Linked DNA regions of Sus scrofa: region 1 is linked to region 2. A link is a contact called in public promoter capture Hi-C data. All regions are on one chromosome and are shown on one strand. Each heading gives the region's core, a stretch centred on a gene start, on an enhancer-like site or on the middle of the called end of the contact. The rest is flanking DNA. Distances are from core to core; before and after follow the strand shown.

The links. Promoter capture Hi-C pulls out the DNA fragments that hold promoters and counts their contacts.
Region 1: a contact with region 2 is called in a promoter capture Hi-C map of liver, with 3 times the contacts expected there. The contact joins the promoter of ACVR1 here to the promoter of ACVR1C in region 2. A contact is called at or near these places in 1 of 5 promoter capture datasets (liver) and 1 of 47 Hi-C or Micro-C datasets (embryonic fibroblasts).

What each region holds. Positions count from the first base shown.
Region 1 is chr15:64,889,850-64,896,884 of Sscrofa11.1, forward strand. It overlaps ACVR1 (activin receptor type-1), which reads right to left and starts at 1,804. Exons shown (of 11, transcript XM_001927798.7): 1 at 1,652-1,804.
Region 2 is chr15:64,526,928-64,533,862 of Sscrofa11.1, forward strand. It overlaps ACVR1C (activin receptor type-1C), which reads right to left and starts at 2,402. Exons shown (of 9, transcript XM_003133418.5): 1 at 2,078-2,402. The coding sequence starts at 2,156. It overlaps LOC106506249 (a long non-coding RNA gene), which reads left to right and starts at 1,859. Exons shown (of 5, transcript XR_001301435.2): 1 at 1,859-1,975; 2 at 2,747-2,887; 3 at 3,824-3,886; 4 at 5,793-5,889; 5 at 6,083-6,356.

The DNA of each region.
Region 1 (7,035 bases), core at 554-3,053, 360 kb after region 2:
ACACAATTCCATCAATCTAAGGCCTACACATCTCAGCCTCAAAAGCCTTGTTTTTTTAATCCCAGGGCAGAAAACAAAAACAACTGAATCATACACCACACACACACAAAAGTGATTTGGTCTTGGAAGCCAGGTGATTCAAGTCCTGTCCAGGCCTAAGATAGCCTCTTGAGCCTTGTGTCCCCATCAGTGAAATGCAGAGGACTCATACTTCATACTCAAGCATACTGTAAAAGTGGATGGAGAGGCCAGTGTATGAGGTCAGCACAAGTCTGGTGGTGTCTGCTGGCTGCCCAAGCCGCACCCCCACCCCCCACCGCCAGCCACCCACCTCCAGAGACAAGTGCCAGGACATACTATAGTGTTTCCATTTAAGGCCCGCCACTTGGATCAGCCCATCTCTTGAAATTTCTTACCACTACCTTTCCAGGAAGAATTTTTTTGGGGGGAAAGGGAGGTGGTATCTATTTTTTGCCACCGCCTTTCCTTGAGCTGTCAGAGCAGTCTGCATCTCTGGGACAGGATTCTTTTAAAACCACTGGGTTGATCTGTGTCTAAATGCCAGGGCTTCTTTTCGAAAATACAAAAAATCTCTATGAAACAAGTTTCTTTTCTCATCATCTAACCTCAATCACAGACACACACTTCAAAAAAGAAAGCAAAGAAAGCCCAATAAAATTAACATCCACTGTATTACTTGGCTACCTCTCTCCCAGAGCCGTATTAAGCACAACTTTTTCACCAAGACTTTTCCTCTGCTAGGAGGTTGAATGTTTTTTTTTCCCTAAGTAGCTTCCTCTATAGCTTCTCTCCCCTGCAAAGAGCGTTCAAAACTCCGGAGGAAAAGGGGGGTCGGAGCTGAGTGGGAGACAGATCTGGCACAAACTGGGCAGAGCTGAGATACTCAAGAACCCGACGGGTTAGTGAGTCCAACAGTCCGAGGCCCACATATATCAGCGCGCCCAAGGTTCTAGCCTCACTGTTTTGGTTACAGTGTTGAAGGAAGGGTTTTAAACTTGGCAAAGTACCGTGCAACATCTGTAACCACATTTGCCTTCTGGGGATCGGAAGATGAATCCCACATTCCTGGCTTTGAAGCTTTTTGAAACTGCAGCTAGGAAGAACGGAGGGAGGGAGGGCATTGAGCAGAGTTTATTGGCTGTCTCTCCAGCAGAAAATTCCTCTTGGAAGAGACGGATATTTTGAAGGTGGGGGGTGATTCGCCCATCCCTTTACTCTCTACGAAGCTCAGCTAGGAAGGTGAGCCCCGTGGCCAGGCGGCCAGATCGATTTACAAGTCAGAGGCGCACACCCTGAAGGAGTTCACTACATGCATATGCGCACACACATACATACATACATATACACACACACACACACACACACACACACACACACGACCACCCACTCCTTGCCTCTGCCCTCTCCCATATCCCACTGGCAGTTCAGGGCCACAGCAAGACAGTTTTTTTCCGCGGCTGCTTCCCCCACCAAGAGTGGATCGGCTTGGGGGAGAAAGGAATGAAAGCGAGGGGGAAGCACCGCTGACGCCCACCCTCCCACCCCCATTCCCTGCCCCTTCTCCTGCCTAGGCTCCCTCCTCCCACGGTCCTCCGGTCTCTGGCAGGGGCGGCCGGCGACCTGCCCTCACCTCTGGTCCCGCGGCGGCGGGGGGCTGAGCCGGGGAGGCGGAGTGCGAGCCAGCCGGGCGCTGCAGGTCGGCGCGGCGCGGGGCGGGGCGGGGCGGTGCAGCCGGCGAGGGAGCCCGGAACTCCGCGGGGCCGAGGGCGGGCGACCGGCCCCGAGCGGCGGCGGCGGCGGCGGCGGCGGCTGCGGCGGGCGGGTACGGCGAGCCGGTGCTGGGGGCCAGGGGCTTTCCAGCCCTGGGGCCGGTGCGGCTGGCCGAGGAGCAGCCTGGCAGAGACAGCGGCGGCAGCGGCAGCGGCAGCCACCCCGGGAAAAGAGCCGGGGGAGGGAGGGGAGGCGGGGTGAAGAGGAGGCGGAGGAGAAGGAAGGGGAGGAGGGCGGGCGGAATAAACTTCCCGAGGCGCTGCGGACAGGGCTGGGAGGACTGCAGCGGGCGGGGCGGGCCGGGTGGGGGCTGGCCGGGGGGCGGCGGGGGAGTCGGTCACTGAGAGTAGAAAAGTTCCCCCAGCGCCGAGGGGGAGGCTGCGGCGGCGGCGGCGGCTGCAAAGAGCAGGAGCGGGAGCGGGAGGAGCGGGAGGAGGAGGAGAAGGAAGTGGCTGCGGAGCGCTCGGCCAATGAGTGTCTGGAGCTGTGATTAACCAGGCAGCAACACATCATTTCCTCCCGGCGCGGTTCCAGGGAGCCGGGAGGGAGAGGGAAGGCGGCGGGGCGGGGCCGTTCCCGCGCCCCCTGCAGGCGCCCGGCCCGGGGCGAGCCCGCCGAGCCCCGCCGAGCCTGGCCGAGCCGCCCCCGGCGCGCCCCACGCTGTCTGGCCAGCCCAGAGGAGGCTGCGAGCGCGCCTCCCGCGGGGCTCCTTCGAGGCGGGGAGGCGGCGGGGCAGGCCTGAGCCGGGCTCCCGCGGCCAGGGTGGGAGGCAGAGAGGCCGCACGGCGGGGTGAGAGCCCAGGTAGGCGCGGGCGGGGCTGTCTGGACAGCTCCCGGGGGCGCGCGGGGTGGGCGGGCCGGCGGGCGGGCTGCCTCCCCGGCCCGGGACTGCGGGTTGCGAGCGGTTGGAGTCCTGCCTGGCCGACTGGATTCTCACAGAGAAGCCTCGGCATTCTCATCCAGGCCATTTCTGACCTGCCTTCAAATCCCCTTCCACTTTGCTCATTTCCCCTCAAGGTCTGGGGTTATGCAAGAGCTTGCCATTTTCGCAGTACACCTCCTTATTTAAAAAAAAAAAAAAAAAAAATGGGGGGGTACAGGGGCGGGGGTCTGCGGTAACCTACCGCTGTCCTAGGCGCCATGAGAGCTTACAGTGGAAAGGAAGGAACATTCCCCGCCACAGAGAGGCTGACAACCTCGGTCCTTGGATACACAAAAACACTCCAGTGTTCTAATATTATCCAGAGCATCAAAAAGGCATGCGAGGATCGAATTTTGCATGGTGCCTGCAGAGTGTAAGGAAAGCACCAGGCCATTTTCTCTACCCTCTAGAAGTTTAGAATGTATAACCCCATCACAAAGCCAAATATAAGCGTGAAACCAATAACTGGGAATACCATAAAGTATTTTTATCTCTGCAGGTTCATTCATGCAGCAGGCATTTACTGGGTGACTGTCTGCTGTACTGCAAAAGGTTGCAAAGAAAATGGAAGATCTGGTCCCTGCAGGTCAGGAGTTGACAATTTAATTAGAAACACAAAGCAAATATACATGAAACTGCTAGAAAAGAATACCTAGGTATTATATAAGCACAAAGATGCAGAAGGCTGGGGCATTTTTCCATAAGGGGAAGGGCTTTATGATTGGTGAGAAACAGGAGAAGAAATTCCAGGTCAATCAAACAAGAATCCTTGTATGTATCCTCCCTCTGTAGAACAATGTGACAGAGACCTAAGTGTCAGCCCTGCCACTTAAAAACTGTATGATCTTGGGCACGTTTTTAACCCAAGACACATTTTTAACGTGAGACAGGGAATATAGCCTGTCTCATGAGGTTTATTGTGTAGTTCAAATGAGATTACATACATGTGGGAACTTCCCAAGTTGTGTAAATATGCCTCAGTCCGGTCCATTTTTGGAGTCTTCAAGTTACTGACCTCTTCTTAGGAACCTTTATAGTATCCTCTAGGCTGTAAGCTCCCTGAGGGGAAGGACCAGGTTTGGTTATGTCTACTGTGTATCATCATCCCTAACAGAGTGGCACAGTAAAGGTTTGCTGAGTAAGTGAATAAATGAACTAATGAACCCTGTTATGCTTTCAACTGTTCCTTTTATCTCTTTATTATGTGGCTGGCTCAATGCAAAGCCCTCTAACTCAACCCTCTTGTGACTAAGGTTGTATTCCAGGAGACTCTCTGGGAGGATTCTGGGTAATTCTTCTGACCTTGTAACAGATGAACTGATTGAGTAATTGTGTGTGTGTAAAACAAGAATATACACAAGAATACAGCCCTTCACACAAGCCCCACTCACACAAGGATAAAGCCCCAATATAGTCCTTTGGCTTGGATACCTTAATCCAGGGTTTCTCAACCTTGGTATTATAGACATCTTTGACTGGATAATTGTTGTGGTGTGCTGTCCTGTGCAGTGTAAGTGGTTGTGCACCATCTTTGACCTCTATCCATTCGATGTAAATAGGATACCCTCCACAGTTGTGACAACCAAAAATGTCTCTGGACATTGCCAAACTAGGGGGTTGAGGGTGGGCCTAGAGATGACTCTCAGTTGAGAACCACTGCCTTACCCTGACATCTAATCCATTGGAAAATCACACCAGTAAAATAACTTGGAGGAAATATATCTTCTGTTATTCTAAGATTCACAGATCTCCTCCATCATATGTTTCAAGGAGCACGACTCTTGTTAATTAATTGCCTGCTGCATTGTGAATTGGCAACTCTTCTGTTTTCTGCATATCCTCCTCCTTTACGCCCAGATCAACATGTTCATTTCTAAAAGTCAACAGCTTTCAAAAACTATTAGGAAACAGGGTCTTGAGCAACCTGAGTCCTGTATAATATTTTCCTATAAAATTGGGAGAATTTATTCCATAAAATTTTGCAGATTGCGATTCAGAATATAAATCGTAACTTTGGGAAATCATTTCATTTAAAATATCTAAGTAACTACATTGAGTGATTGTCTCTCATCTTGAAGCCATTTCTTTTCGGCCCCAAGAGTTTTCCTTACATAGTGGTATAAAAGAACATGGCTTATTAAAACTTACAAAGCAAAAACAAGTTAGTTATATATATCAACTTTCAGAAGCAAATTATTTAGAAGAATATTGATGGGATACTGATGGATTGATGTACTGCAGTTCAATTACTAGAGGTTTCTGGAAGAAAAAAAAAAAGAGTAATGGTTGAAGGGATGAACAAATTATTCTGAGAAGTCTGTTCCTTTGGTTTGGGCATGTAGAACCAAAACAAAAACAAACCAAAAAATCCCTGCTCCCAACAGGCAATAGTACCTGTTTACAATGTGAGCAGACATTTTTGTTCAGCAAGACAGTATCATCTGTCTCATTAAATAAAATTACCTGAAGCATTGGTTTCATGGTTTTGTTCATAATTTGTTAAGGTTTGGTTTTATAGTTGTACAATGGGTACAAGTATATGGAGATTAGTTTCCATCTAGTTTAGTGGTTGTTTACATTTAAGTTGAGACTTGAAGACTGGGTGAGCATCCAGTCTGCTTAGAAATAGGGCAAAGTTTGAGGGTTGGATGGTAAAACTTACTGTAAAGTGACTCTCCCATTTCTATTTTGTTAGACTGGAACCAGGATGCATAATCTTAGGGGATCTCCAAGTTCTCCAGGAAATTTGTGCTTTTGCTTCAGTCACAATATTTTTTAAAGAAATTAATATATTGAAGTAATTAATATGATGCATACTGGATCACATGAATGTCTACCATGCAACCATGATTCCACTAAACATTTTTGCTATGTACCTATAAGAACACAAAGTTTAGGAGTTCCCTAGTGGCCCACTGAGTTAAGGATCTGGCATTGTCTCTGCTGTGGTGCAGGTTTGATCCCTGGCCCCAGAACTTCCTCATGGCATGGGTGAGGCTGAAAAAAACAAACAAACAAACAAAAAACACTGTTTATTTAAATTTTATAAAAATAATTTAAGGCATCACTGAAGGTCCATGGAATTTTTATTTCCTTTCGAATGTATCTATACATTACTCAAGTGTGAGAAATACTAACCTAGCTGCATCATAACTATTCTTGGAAAATTAAAAGACCTTGAGATCCGGAGTTTAGTCCTCACCCTGAGGCCCATAAGAAACCAGTATTATGTTTCAAAGATTGAAATGACTGAATCAGAATAAGGGGTATAAGGGAAAATTATAACCTGAAAGTGCCACTAAAAATCCTATCGGGGAGTTCCCCTCGTGGCACAGTGGTTAACGAATCCCACTAGGAACCATGAGGTTTCGGGCTCAGTCGCTGGCCTTGCTCAGTGGGTTAAAGGATCCAGCATTGCCGTGAGCTGAGGTGTAGGTTGCAGACACGGCTCAGATCCCGCATTGCTGTGGTTCTGGTGTAGGCCGGCGGCTACAGCTCCCATTAGACCCCTAGCCTGGGAACCTCCATATGCCGTGGGAGGGGCCCTAGAAAAGGCAGAAAAAAAGGCAAAAAAAAAAAATCCTATCAGGGGAGTTCCCCCTGTGGCACAGTGGTAACGAACCCAACTAGTATCCATGAGGACTCGAGTTTCATCCCTGGCCTTGCCCATTGGGTTAAAGATCTGGTGTTGCCATGAGCTGTGGTGTAGATCACAGACTCCCACATTGCATTGGCTGTGGTGTAGGCTAGCAGCTGCAGCTCCAATTTGACCCCTAGCCTGGGAACTTCCATATGCCAGTAAATAAATAAATAAATAATTTTCTAAAAAGAAAAAAAAAATCCTATCAGGACTGGCACCCTTTTCTTCAAAAGGTAAACATTTAACCAGTCAGGACAGACACTTGTTTATCTTCCAGTTAAACTTTCCCAGGTATATGAATGACTCATTAATTGTTCATTTCATACAAGACTTTATTGGCCATCCACCATATTCAAAGAACTGTAGGCACTACATAGGAGTTTTCAACCTGAATGCAGTCACTTCCTACTTGGGAAAGTTCATCCAGTCACTCCTGACTTAGCAGGTTGCGTGTAAACCAGTGTGCAGCCATGAGCCAACCATGTGATAAAAGGGGCGTCACACAACCTTTGCAGAAAGGAAGGAGTATTCATTAAACAATGTTGAGGCACTTGGCCAAAATCCTATTAGTCCGTCCTCTCATATCATTCCTGAAAATATTTCCAGAAGGAATAAAGAATTAAACATTTTTTTAATTATCAATTAACTCAAAGCAAATATATGTAGATTTGTTGGGGAAAGG
Region 2 (6,935 bases), core at 1,152-3,651:
ATGTCAACAATGGCATGCACAGCTTCATAAATGGTCAATATGACTAACAATGCAATTTGTAAAAGTGACTGGGTCAAAAATAATGTAAGGAACCACAGGAGAAAAACTATTTAAATGATGAAATAAACTACCTGAATACTATTAAATACTCAAAATCTGCATAAGAATTGAGAGTCAAAAATATAGATTGCAATAGATATTTCCTCTGTGGGATACAAAGATGAGTAAAGTTTCTAGAGGAGATTTTGAAAGTGTTTGCATTTGCCATAGAAAAGTTCATTGTAAAAGTTCTGACTTTGATAAGCACTTCTCTACTATATTGACACTCTATTATCCATATTGTGATAATGCCACTACCTCCATATCAGGCATTTTTCTTAACCTTCAAATTTTAAGAAAACAATCAAGTTTGAATGGATGATTTTTTTCTTTTTTGCACACTTCAATGTCAAAATTTCCATGCCTTTAAAGAACATCACAGGGCATGTTATCCTATGTTGCTGTACCCAGGGTCTCTGGAATTTTCTAGATTCTATGCTATAACAAAATGCATATTCTGAACTAGATAAAAATAATTGACTGTATTTTTGAAATGTCTGTAACAAAGTTATTAGCTCCCTAAAATAAAAAGTGTTGTACAAATAGCCTTTGGAGGCATTATTTCACAAGTTTCCAGTCAAAACTATGCTGTCCAGAAGACTTGTATATGTAGATATGACTAAATCATCAAGAGCATTTTGACCATCCCAAGTTAGTGGAGTTTTGACCCGTTTCTTATAAAGACTTTCTCATAGTCATTTTTCTTCCTATTGATGAATTTACTAACTCTGAATGCAAATATTCCTCTTTATCCTATCACCTTCCTAACAAATCTCTGTGTAACTGCTCTCCTAAAAGGCTGTGCCTTTTCAAAGATAATGGAAATGTTTTCGACCTTGTATTGTATCAGTTGATCGTTGATAATCAAATTTTCATTTGAATACTGTATTTGTGAGCCATCTGAAACACTGAAATCTGCACATGACAGCAATCATACTATTCAAAACATTCTCAACACATGTCACTATGAGGAAAACTACCCACCCTGGAGTATAGCTATTAATGTCAAACAGATTGTCATCTGAAAAAAACAAGAATGCATCAAAATCAGCTTTGGACAAAGTACAGCTCTATGAAGAAAACACCAGGTTTTTATGTGCAAATGTCTGATTAAAATGTTTAAAGAATGAGTTAGCAAGGAATCTGTTCCTGGTCTCTCTCCACAACCCGAATATTGTTATAATGAAAAGTTTTAGAGTTAAAGGATTTTTCATCATAGCACACTAAGATTTTACCAAAGATGTATTTGCCCCAGTTTCTAGTAAACATTATAAAGAAATGTTTAATTTCTAGCTCGGGCGGAGGGCTCTATTTAGCCTATCAAAGCACAGACCTGTTATAAACTCTGGGACGCTTGCCAGAAATCCCCCCCTCCCTCCCCCCCGCCGTAACTCTTAGTAAAGATCGTACCTCGAAAGCACTGTGCCTTGCAAACCACGCAGATTTTAGGCTCCCACTCCCGCCTACAGAGCTTGGCCCCAGCGGCTTTTGCAGTATCCCTCATCTCCTATAATTCAGACTGAATTGCCACCACTCTATCATTCCCACCACCGTGTCACCATCATTCTCAGCTCTCCAGAGCTCAGCATCGAGCGTCCCTCAGCCCCTGCAAAAGTGAACTCACGGTGCCACCCAACTCCCAGCCCTGCACACACCCACTAACACTCTCCTACTCCCTCTGCTGCAAACTGCCCCCCAATTTGTCACCCGCCTCATCCCTAATCCCTTGCCCACACGTCCTGCAGCTTTTTCTCTTCTTGTAGATTCATCCCAACACACCTGTCTACCCCTAAGGCTGCCAGACTTCAAGTGCCCACGCTGCGCCCTGTCCCGCGCCCCCTCAATCAACTGGCGCTTCCACTCCGCCCAGAGGAAGGTCAGTATGCTCATAGAGCCTTCTTCCCCTACCCGGTGCCCACCCACAGACCGCCTCTGACTCCCACCCTCCCGAGCGCCGGGCAAGAAGCGCCTGTCATACCTGCCGAGAGCGCGGTGGCCGTGGAGAGCAGCAGAAGAACCTGCCGGAGCGCGGAGCGGAGCGCTCGGGTCATGGCCATCAGGCGCCGCGCCCCGGCTGCGAGGCCCCAGAGCGGAGCGGGGCGGCCGGGGCAGCGCGGGCCGCTTTGAAGTTCCCGGGGCGCTGGAGCGAAGCACAGCCCAACACCTTTTTGAAGTGTGCGCTCCGCTCTAATCCGCGTGGGCGCCCTCCTCCCCTGACTCCCCCATCCCTACCCCTTGCGGCTGGCGTGCGCGGAGCTCCTGCCACTGGCCCCCACAGTCGGGCTGGCAGGGGGCGGTGGGGCGACAGAGCCCGCCCCTGCCGCGCCTCCGCCCCCTGGGCCCTCTGGCAGCTGCCCGGGGCCTGTCGCTGTCCCGCAGGCGGGCAAAGGCTGCCCGCTGGCAAGGCAGGGATATCTCCCAGAGGCGGGGCGGGGGGGTGAGGGGTAAGAAAGGAAGTGGGGTGGCGCGGAACCCGCAAGATTGTATACGCTGGGAGAAGAGGGAAAGCCCTGTAGAGACTTTAGCAAAACTTAAACCCGCAGCAATTGCTTCTGGTGGTCCGTTCGGTAATCTCCTACAGAAGATCCACACGTCCGGGTCTCTTGATACTCATTTGTCACCAATGTCCTAAATGTTTTCTAACTAGAATGAGCCCTGAGACACCCTGGGTATTCCTGCCGGACTCCTCACACCGCCACATCCTGGCTTTGCGAGCGTTTGTGGACGGGCGCCCTCTCTGTCCAGCCCTAGAAATAACCAGTTGTCCCACAGCCTCGGCTACTTACAGGTTTGGTTTAATGCACTTGGTCTCTAATATCGCGCCTTCAGGCTACCCTCCCTCTATGATTGGCTACAGAAGCTGTACTACCTGCGCCAGATGATGTGGTCGTCCTCAGTGTGTAAGCCAGGTTTGGAAATGGAGGACCGGTCCACGGAAAATATCTCAGCAACTACAATTTCAGCAATTGAAAAAATGAGGGGCGAGTTAGAATCATACATAAGGTTCAAGGGGAGGTAAAGAATGACTTAAATATTATATTAGAAACTTAAGTATTTTTAAATCCCAGGGGCATAATATCAAATGGTTGTCCCTCTCATGTGGATTGTGTTTGACAATATAAGGGCAGTGTTACCAATTAATAGAAATCAGCCTAAATTCAATACACGTCTGTACCCTGTACATTAGAGTGAAAGGGATTATTTTAAACTGAAGAGCACAAAAAACCAAGGATCCAGTACTGATGTTATTGCTGCTGTTAGGGTGCTCTTTGAAAAGTGGTTGTCATATAAATTAATTGCCTTATAGTAAGTGATATTACTTGCTTCTTCACCTAGTTTAGCTCTAAATGGTGCATGTTCTTTCTGAGGCTTATGAAAGACCTACGTGAAATGATGTATACGATTGACTTCATTGAAGAATCACAGTATTGGGGGTGTGATATTTGTCGAAATTTTCATGCATGATGGTGGCAGTCTGGAGGAGCTCACCTCTGCCATCACCACCTTGGCTGAAACAAAACATTCCTAAGCATAAAAAGACTTTGTTCTCATTTCATTCTGGATCCAAGCAAACAAACAAACCAAAAAAAAAAAAAAAATGGAGTTGTGGAACAAGACTGAGCCCTTCCAGACACCCACAAAACAGATGCTTTTAAAAAAAATGCAAGAAAATGCTAGAACGCATTATATTTTGGCTGACTTGACTTGCTCATTATTTGTCTAGATTAGGATCTACCATTGGATCATGAGATTTGGAGCCTAAGAAACAGGGCCTTCTTCCTCAAAAGTAAGTGAGACTTCATTCCTCCTTATTTCTTAGAACCATAACAGGATTAAAAGGGGTAGTAAACATGAATACACTATCAAACCACAAAGCATGACACTAATATCAGATAGTTACCTTCCATATATTTATTTTGTCTCTTGAATACAGTAAGCAATGTTCCCACCAGTTGGAAAGCTCTTACCTTCTAAGAAAGCAAGGTTATCATCCTTAGAGGTCTGTTATTGAAGGATTTCAATATTCTACACAAATTCCACACTTCCTCTTAGTCTAAAGGTGCACTGTCCACTATAGTATCTGCTAGCCACATATGAAAAGTGAGCACTTGAACTGCGCCTAGACCAAATTGGCATATGCTGTAAGTATAAAATGCATGCTGGATTTCAAAGACTTAATCCAAAGTAAGAATGTAAAAAACATAGTTAATAACTTTTTTTGTAGGGCTGCACCTGTGGCATACAGAAGTTCCCAGGCTAGGTGTTGAATCGAAGCTGCAGCTGCCGGCCTATGCCACAGCCATAGCAACGCCAGATCCAAGCCGCATCTTTGCCCTACACCACAGCTGAGGTCAATGTCAGATCCTTAATGCACTGAGCAAGGGCAGGTATCAAACCTGCATCCCCATGGATACTAGTCAGATTAGTTTCCAATGAGCCATGATGGGAACTCCAATAACTTTTGTATTGCTTACATGTTGAAATGATAATATTTTGGACATATTGGGTTAAATAAAATATATTACTAAAATTTATTTAAACTATTCCTTTTTTTTACTTTTTAATATAGCTATTAGAAAGTTTTAAATTAAACGTGTGGCTCACATTCTATCTGTCTTGGACAGTGCTGGTCTAATGAATCCTGCTCAGATGATAGAAGATCATTACCTTTGTCTGAAGCACAGTATAAAAAAGGTAGCAGTTGTTAAGTGCCTTACCAATCATTTACCGTAGGTGGCCAGCCTATGAAGGAAGCATGAACTTTTGAATTCTTGGTGCAAAATTCTGTGATACAACAAAAAAAATGTTAATATGTCAAAATCTAAATACTTAATTTGTAGGGTTTTTTTGTTTTTTGTTTTTTGTTTTTTTCTTTTTATGGCCGTACCTGCAGCATACGGAGGTTCCCAGGCTAGGGATCAAATCAGAGCTGCAGCTGCTGGCCTGCGTCACAGCCACAGCCACACAGGATCCAAGTCATGTCTGCGACCTACACCACAGCTCAAGGCAACACCGATGCTTAACCTACTGAGCGGCTCCAGGGATTGAACCCACATTCTCATGGGTGCTAGTTGGATTCATTACTGCTGAGCCACAACGGGAACTCCTGTAGGAATTTTTTAAACAATGCCTTCAAATACCATTTCCCTCTGTCCTAAGTGCATGTTCTTCTTCCAACATCAGAACTTTGGAAGCTTTTAAGTAAGGAGTTAGCCACTATCAATGTTTTGAATTCCAGTGACTGGTAAAGTACATTCTTAGGCAACAATAAATATTTCTGATATGCTTGGGTCCTTAATGCCATCTTTTGGGCAACCAAGAAAAAGAGCTTCATCCTTATAATATGCCCAATTTTTGCTTAATAGAGTATACTTCATTGCACACACACACATAAACATACCTGTTGAAATTAATCCAGTCTTAATCCAATATCTTTTTTAATGAACTCATTAAGAAAATACTCTTTCTGGAGCACATTGAATGACTCCTGTTATTTAATGTAAGCTGTGCAAATGTATTGTTCAAGATATGATATAATATAGTATATCTATCATATTTTTGTAACAGAAAAAAATTACATGTGAGGTTTTTTTAAATTTCACTGGGAAGAAGTTTTCATGCAAATATGTCTCTCAAGATTTAACCTTCCCCCTAACCCTTAATCATCTTTTTGTACATATTCATTACCATAGCAACATTACATCATGACTGCCGATTCTCATCGCCACAGGAAAACAAAAACAGCAAATAATTCAGGAGTTCATAACCCATCAGCACAACAGACTTTGGGTGAGTAAATCTTACATAACCAAGGGAAGCAGGTATAGGACTTTAAACTGTAAAGATTTGATACTTTTGCAGAATAACATTCCAAATTAATGACAAATAAATGTATAATAACTGAACTTTGAAAAAGATTATTGAGTGTGGTTGTTTAGGATTTTTTTGTCATACAGGTTTCTTTTATTATCATTCTTTCCAGAATCATGAATGCCACGCATCTTAATTTCTCATTTCATCTTGGAACATGAACTTATCATGGAACAAAGCATATGGTGAGGAGGCATATTACAATAATTTGCTATATAATATCAACATCTAATCTTTTCTCGTTTTACTGCATTTTTCCTTCTCTAAACTCATATTTTCTCTGAAGAAGTGCATGACACTCTCATCTACACTTATCCCTTAATCCCAGAAACCTTTTTTTTTTTTTTTTAATTTTTTTGCTTTTCAGGGCCACCTCCATGGCATATGGAGATTCCCAGGCTAGGGATTGAATCGGAGCTGTAGCTGCTAGCCTATGCCACAGCCGCAGCAACACCAAATCCAAGCTGCATCTGCAACCTATACCACAGCTCACAGCAACGCTGGATCCTTAACCCACTGATAAAACCTGCGTCCTCATGGATGCTAGTCAGATTCATTTCCACTGAGCCACATGAACTCCAATCCCAGAAATCTTTGCGTCGAAGAATCTTGGTTTCACTTCAATTCTTCTTCTCCTTCTGGTGTTAATTCCATTCCATGAAAACCATCATGTGCTTTAGGACCTCTGTTTGGATTCTACAATACATACCTTCAAAGTGTCTACTGCATAGGCATCTCAGGTCTCATAAAGAAGAAAAATAGTGACCTTCTCTGTGGACATGGATAGTGGGGGGATATCAAACAGTTTCTTAGCTCAACTGCCACTGCTAAAAGCTTAAAGTCTTCTTAAAGTATTAACACTTAAATATTCTCTAATAAATTCTCTGTTTTTAGCACTTTCCAAAATGGCTGCAGTTTCCTGAGTTTTTTTAAGTTTTATTGAAATATAGTTAATTTACATGGTT